Regions from separate parts of the Mus musculus genome. Here region 1 is linked to region 2. The links are chromatin contacts, called in public promoter capture Hi-C maps. All regions are on one chromosome and are shown on one strand. The core of a region is the stretch at or near the end of the contact, and the rest is flanking DNA. Distances in the headings are between cores, read along the strand shown. Region 1 holds the start of Bbs2 (Bardet-Biedl syndrome 2 (human)). Region 2 holds the start of Irx3 (Iroquois related homeobox 3).

Region 1 (2,812 bases), core at 107-2,606, 2.3 Mb after region 2:
GTGTGTGTGTGGGTATGTGTGTGTGTCCAGGCTCTATAGCACATGTGAAGGTCAGATGACAACAACTTACAAGAGTCAGATCTCTCTCCATGTTGTGTGTCCCTAGGACAGAACTCAGGTCATCAAACTTAGCAGTGCATGCCTTTATCCAAGTGACAATTGGACAAAGAACTCCCTTCTTCTAAAATTTTAATTTTGAGACAGGGTCTTCCTATGTTGCCCAGGCTAGCTTTGAACTTATGATCCCAATCTCTTGAACAGATAAAATAACAAATGTGTAGCACTACCTCAGGACTGGTAGCGCCTCTTAACTAGTAGCATCACATACCAAGACGAATGTTCAGCATTTTACTTCACCATACCAGTTTATGAAATCATAACCCATTTAAACGAATCCTTATGTTCCTGCTACGGAACCCTAGAAGTAGCATATAAGGTAACATACAACACACATGGCAGTGTCTTGAAAACTCCTTACACAAATGCAATTGTGTACCTGGCATACCTGCTGAGTCTAACAACAAGAATTCAATCTCACTTTCACAATTTCTTTTGTTTGCAAACTGGGTCTAAATCTGAATTTTTTTTTTATCTGTGACCCTGACACCCCTTTCTCAGTATGTGGCTCATAATAACCATTTAATGAACACTTAGGTTATGGGGATAAGATCTGAATGTACGTGATCAAGGACCAAAACTACAATCTGAATTTAACATTGGGTTGTTGTCCCCACCCCACCCGCTTCCTCCACTGTAAAGAGGCAAATATGGAAGAGAATCCTGGAGGCAAGCAGAGGCCCTGGGCATGAATCTGGAGTCAGCAATCGCTGCTACTCCTGGACAAGCGCTCCTTTTTCTTGAGACTTCTTTTCCCTAGGTTCCTGATCTGTCCTCAATACTGTTCAACACTGAGAACCTGGTGATAAAAAACGTCACTGCTACAAAGCTGTTCTTTGAAATCCCACTTTGATGGGACTGGAGCCAAGGACAGCGGCGACCGGTTGCCAGGCAATGCGGGCAGGGGGCGGGGCAGCGTGAGGGGCGGGATCTGGAGGAGGCAGGAGTCCGGGTGGGAGCGGTTACCTTGCCCGCTTGGGTGGCGGCAGCCAAGCACGGGTGAGTCCCGTCGTAGCGCCCTATGGCCACCATGCGGGGGCTGATTTTGTGGCGCAGTTTCAGAGTGAACACAGGCAGCAGCATGATGGCGCCAGCTAGGGGCGGAAGACAGATGCCCGACGCAGGCGCAAGGCAAGCAGCTTGGCCGGCCGGTTGCCTAGCAGCGGATGAGGAGTAGGAGGTAAATACACGCAGGACTGCGGAACGCCACAGGCCCGGCGCCGGAAGCGCAGACTAGAGCGCGATCGGTGTCGCCAACTCTCTCTACGCCTGCGCGGACCCTCCCAGCGGCAGAGCTACGCAAGTCCCAACTAGCTCCTGCGACTGCGCAGTGGCGTCGTGCCTGGTTGGCCTGCGTTCTTTGTCTGTCCTCGGACTGCGGCTGTAAATTAGTGTTAGATGAAGCCTTACCTTGGCGTCTGGGATGGCGGTGTCTAAGCCAGTACCTCCCCAGGATTCTCTGTAGCGTGTCAGCCAAGCTGCACCCCGTACACGCCACACACTATGTCACCCTTTCATTCGTTCAAGAACTAAGGCTTTACGGGGCGGATAGTTAAGTGGGTGAAGACACTTGATACCAACCCTGATGACCCGAGTTGGAAGCAGAAAACCAGCTCCAAGGACATGCACACGCACGATTAAAAAAACAAAACAAAACTAACGTTAAAGTGCTTAGTGTATCCCTTGCTTTAGCTGTTATGCCCAGGCAAACGTCAATAGTAACCCGAAAATAATAATCCCCTCAAGATAAAAGTAAAGAGTATAGTTTATTTAAATAGTTTAGGTGGTAAATATAAAGCAGTAGAGAACGATGCAAAGTTGAGGGACATGGGAAGGGAAAGAGTACTTCTCTCCCAAGTCCAGTTAAGGCGCTCCACCAGCTGAGTCAAGATTTTCAGGACAATTAGCATTTGTACAAAGTTGCTCAGCTAGAGACAACATGCCCTTTATATGAAAAGACTTTCAACTAAGAATGTTGAAAAAGCACTGAATCCTGCTTAAGTACTAAACGGACATGGCCTTTCTCCTTTGCCAGCTGTAAATCTGTAATTTGCTAGGGACCTCACAAGAAACCCTACTTAAATAAATGATGTGACTTAACTCTTTACATCCTTGTGACAAGTCGGTTCATCTTAGCAAATTGCAAACTCTACTCAAAGCACCGGTGAAGTCACCTTATAAACGTATTCATCAAAAAGAAGGGAAAGAAAGAAGAGTAAATGTGCGGGGGGGGGGGGGGGGGGGGGGGGGGGGGGGGGAGTAGAAGAAAGGAACTAGCAGGTGAGAAGGATCAGCCAGCCATAGTATGCATGAAAATGTCATAAAAGACCTGCTACTTTGTAAGCTAATTTTCAAAGTAAAACAAAAGAGAGAAAGAAGATGGGAGTGGGGTGGAATTCCTAACAGCCCATTGAGATATAACTAGAGCTACTAAGCAGTCTATGTAGCTGATAAGATACTAAGTGAGTCGTTCCCTCTTGAAACCCACATCCAAGCTTTTGGCTATGTATTATTCTATCCCTTAGCACCTATCCTCTCTTTTAAACTCCTTCCCAGCCCCTCCCCGTTATGCTTATATTATAGTATAGCATATTACATTACATTAATTATGTATGGTATATGGTGTGTGTGTGTGTGTGTGTGTGTGTGTGTGTGTAAAACAATACCATGTGTTCTAGGGACCAAACTCATGTCA
Region 2 (2,700 bases), core at 139-2,638:
TCCGACCCGGCTGCCGCGCTGTCTAAGTTTTCCAAATCGATCTCCTCATCCTCGTCGTCGTCGGCCAGCCCCTCGCCCCCCGTGTCCTCCTCCTCTCCTGCGAGCTCCTCCTCCTCCATCTCCAGCTCGCGTTTGCTCTCTTCCTCGTCTTCCTCTTCGTCCTCCTCCTCCCGCTCGCTCCCATAAGCATTGCCCTCCTCGTCCGTGCGACTACGGGGAGCCCACGTCATCTTGTTCTCCTTCTTGAGGCGCCGGCGCGCGTTGGCGAACCAGGTGGACACCTGGGTGAGGGTCATCTTGGTGATGATGGCCAACATGATCTTCTCGCCCTTGGTGGGGTACGGGTTCTTGCGGTGCTCGTTGAGCCAGGCCTTGAGCGTGCTCGTGCTTTCCCGGGTGGCGTTCTTGGGACGGGACGGGTCCCCGAACTGGTACTGGCCATAGGGGTAGAAGGCGGGGTGCGGGTGCGGGAACGCGGCGGCCGTGGCCGGATGCTGGACGCCAGGGCTGTCCTTCAGCTCATACTGAGCGCCCTGTACGCACATGGAAAAGGAAGGGGACACGCGCGCAGGGAGCGCGAGTGAGCTCCTGCCGTCCCCACCTTTATCCTCCCGCCGGGACCCCAGCTTTCTTCTGCACGCTCACCTTGCCCCACACCCCAACTCCAACCCCTCTCTCCCGGGTTTCTCTGGCTCTTACCAGCTGTGGGAAGATGGGCAGCTCCGTGGCGTAGGGCAGGAAGGCGCCGTAACCCTGAGCGGCGGCGGCGGCAGCTGCGGCAGCGGCGTAGGGTGCCCCGTACACTGATGAAAGCACATTGGATAGGGACCCAGAGGCGGCCAACTCGGAGGCTCCGGCGCCGGGACCGCTCCGGCCCCCAGCGCTACTGCCGCCTCCACCGCCGCCCGCAGCTCCCGGGCGTTCGGGTGGGTAGAGAGGGCGGATGTACTGGTATCCGAGCTGGGGGAAGGACATGGTGGCCCGCGGCGCACCTACGGACTGGGGGCCCGGACCCCCGAGCCGCCGTGCTCAGCTCCGGACCCCGGCTCCGGAGCGCATCGGGGGCTGGGCCGAGCCCGGGCCGCGCTGCGTCGCGCTCCGCGTTCGCCTATTGATCTGCTCCGCGGCGGGCGGCGGCGGCGGCAGCGGCGGCAGCGAGGAGTCAGGTCAGGTCCGAACAGATTGGCCGAGATTCCCTGGGCTCCGGGCTCTGATTGACATTTCTACGGGGCCTCAAGCCCCTCCTCTCTGCGCAGCACTCCCTCCTCTAGGCCGGGCGAGCCGCTCTGCGCTAGGCGCTCAGTTCTGCCCTCCTCTCCGGGAGCTGTGTCGCGCCTCGCTTCCTTCGCCCTCCTCTAGTTTACACTCTCCTCCTGTCCTGTCCTCTCCCCTCCCCTCGCTGCGTCCCCCCTCACCCCACCCCTGGCCGCTTCCGCTCCCGAGGCTCCTTCGCAGTCCTGGACGCTGGGAAACTGCGGTTCTTTTTGCTCTTTCTGTTTCTCACGGTTGCTTTTGCTCACCTTTCTGCTCTCTTCACTTTTCCTAGTCTGACTCCTCTCTTTTAAATCTCTTTACTCTCTCGTTCTCTCTTCCCCTCTTCCCCGGTCTCCGCACCCTGAGCTAAGGCGGCTTAAAGTTGAAGACACTTAGAACGCTGTGCGGGGGGTGTGTGTCCGCGTCAGTGTCTGTGTGTCCGTCCCCGCCCTTCCACCCCCTCCTTCACCCTTCCCCAAATCTCGAGTCTGACGTCGCGCCCTCTTATTCGACTTTTCCCTGCGTCTCCTCCTGGAGTCGCCAATCACCCGGGAGCCTTCTGGGCGAGGCGGCCCTCCCCCGCGAGTACAGAGCGCCGGGCGGGGCGGGGCGGGACTGGACTCAGTCTCTTCCCGCCCCCTCCTGCCCGCACTCGGAGGGGAGAGCCGAGACCACGAGTGGCGGCTTAGTACAGGGTCACCTAGCCCCTCAGGTCTTCCAACTCCTCAATTCTCAGCCCCCTTCGAAGCTGTAGTTCCGGGTTGGGACAGGACCCTGGACCAAGGCAGGCTTCCGGGGCTTCCCGCCCTCCCCCCCCCCCCCCCGTGGCTCCCTTTGCACTTTTCAGCTCTGGTCCCTAGGTCGTTCTCCAAAGCCTAAGCCTGCAGCTAAAAGAGTGAACGTGCTGCCTGGGAGTTGGGAGTGCTGCCTCTCCGAGCTTTAAAAGACCTATTCTGTGCTGGGTGGGGGGAGGGCGGGGGAACCCCGCAGTTTGCTACATTTACACCTCCAGGGTACCTTGTTGAGAATCCTCACAAGAAATAGTGAGTTTGGCGCCTAGGTGGTCTGGTGGAACAAGCAAGGAGTTGGTGGAGCTCCTGGCTATGGAGTGGGGGAGGAGCAGAGAAACTTAGAGCCTAGGCTCTGGGAACTTTCCGAAAGCTCTTCCGAGAAGTTTCTATGTTGGTGTGATTTTTTTTTTTTTAATTGCGACCATTCATTTCACTATCCCCCTCCCCTTTCCGCTCTCTGGTCCCCAGACCCAGCGTTTTTCTTTTGGCGAGAATTCCCCCAGAGCCGTAGAGAGTGTGCATTGTGGGGGCGGGGAGCAAGACTTTGGTTTTATGGTAGGATATTTCCTAAATCTAACTTGAAATGTGAGTGTCCAAGTGCCCACCGTCACGGATTAGTGTGTGCAGTGGAAAGTCATACTGAAATTCCCGGGAT

Evidence for each region. Promoter capture Hi-C pulls out the DNA fragments that hold promoters and counts their contacts.
Region 1: a promoter capture Hi-C map of liver shows a contact between it and region 2, with 2.6 times the contacts expected there. The contact joins the promoter of Bbs2 here to the promoter of Irx3 in region 2. A contact is called at or near these places in 1 of 39 promoter capture datasets (liver) and 1 of 115 datasets of contacts at active chromatin or transcription factors (embryonic forebrain).

What each region holds. Positions count from the first base shown.
Region 1 is chr8:94,097,153-94,099,964 of GRCm38.p6, forward strand. Bbs2 (Bardet-Biedl syndrome 2 (human)) reads right to left here and starts at 1,357. Exons shown (of 17, transcript NM_026116.3): 1 at 1,084-1,357. The coding sequence starts at 1,200. It overlaps Gm39226 (a long non-coding RNA gene), which reads left to right and starts at 2,390. Exons shown (of 2, transcript XR_879106.1): 1 at 2,390-2,812.
Region 2 is chr8:91,800,266-91,802,965 of GRCm38.p6, forward strand. It overlaps Irx3 (Iroquois related homeobox 3), which reads right to left and starts at 1,389. Exons shown (of 4, transcript NM_008393.3): 1 at 700-1,389; 2 at 1-533. The coding sequence starts at 975.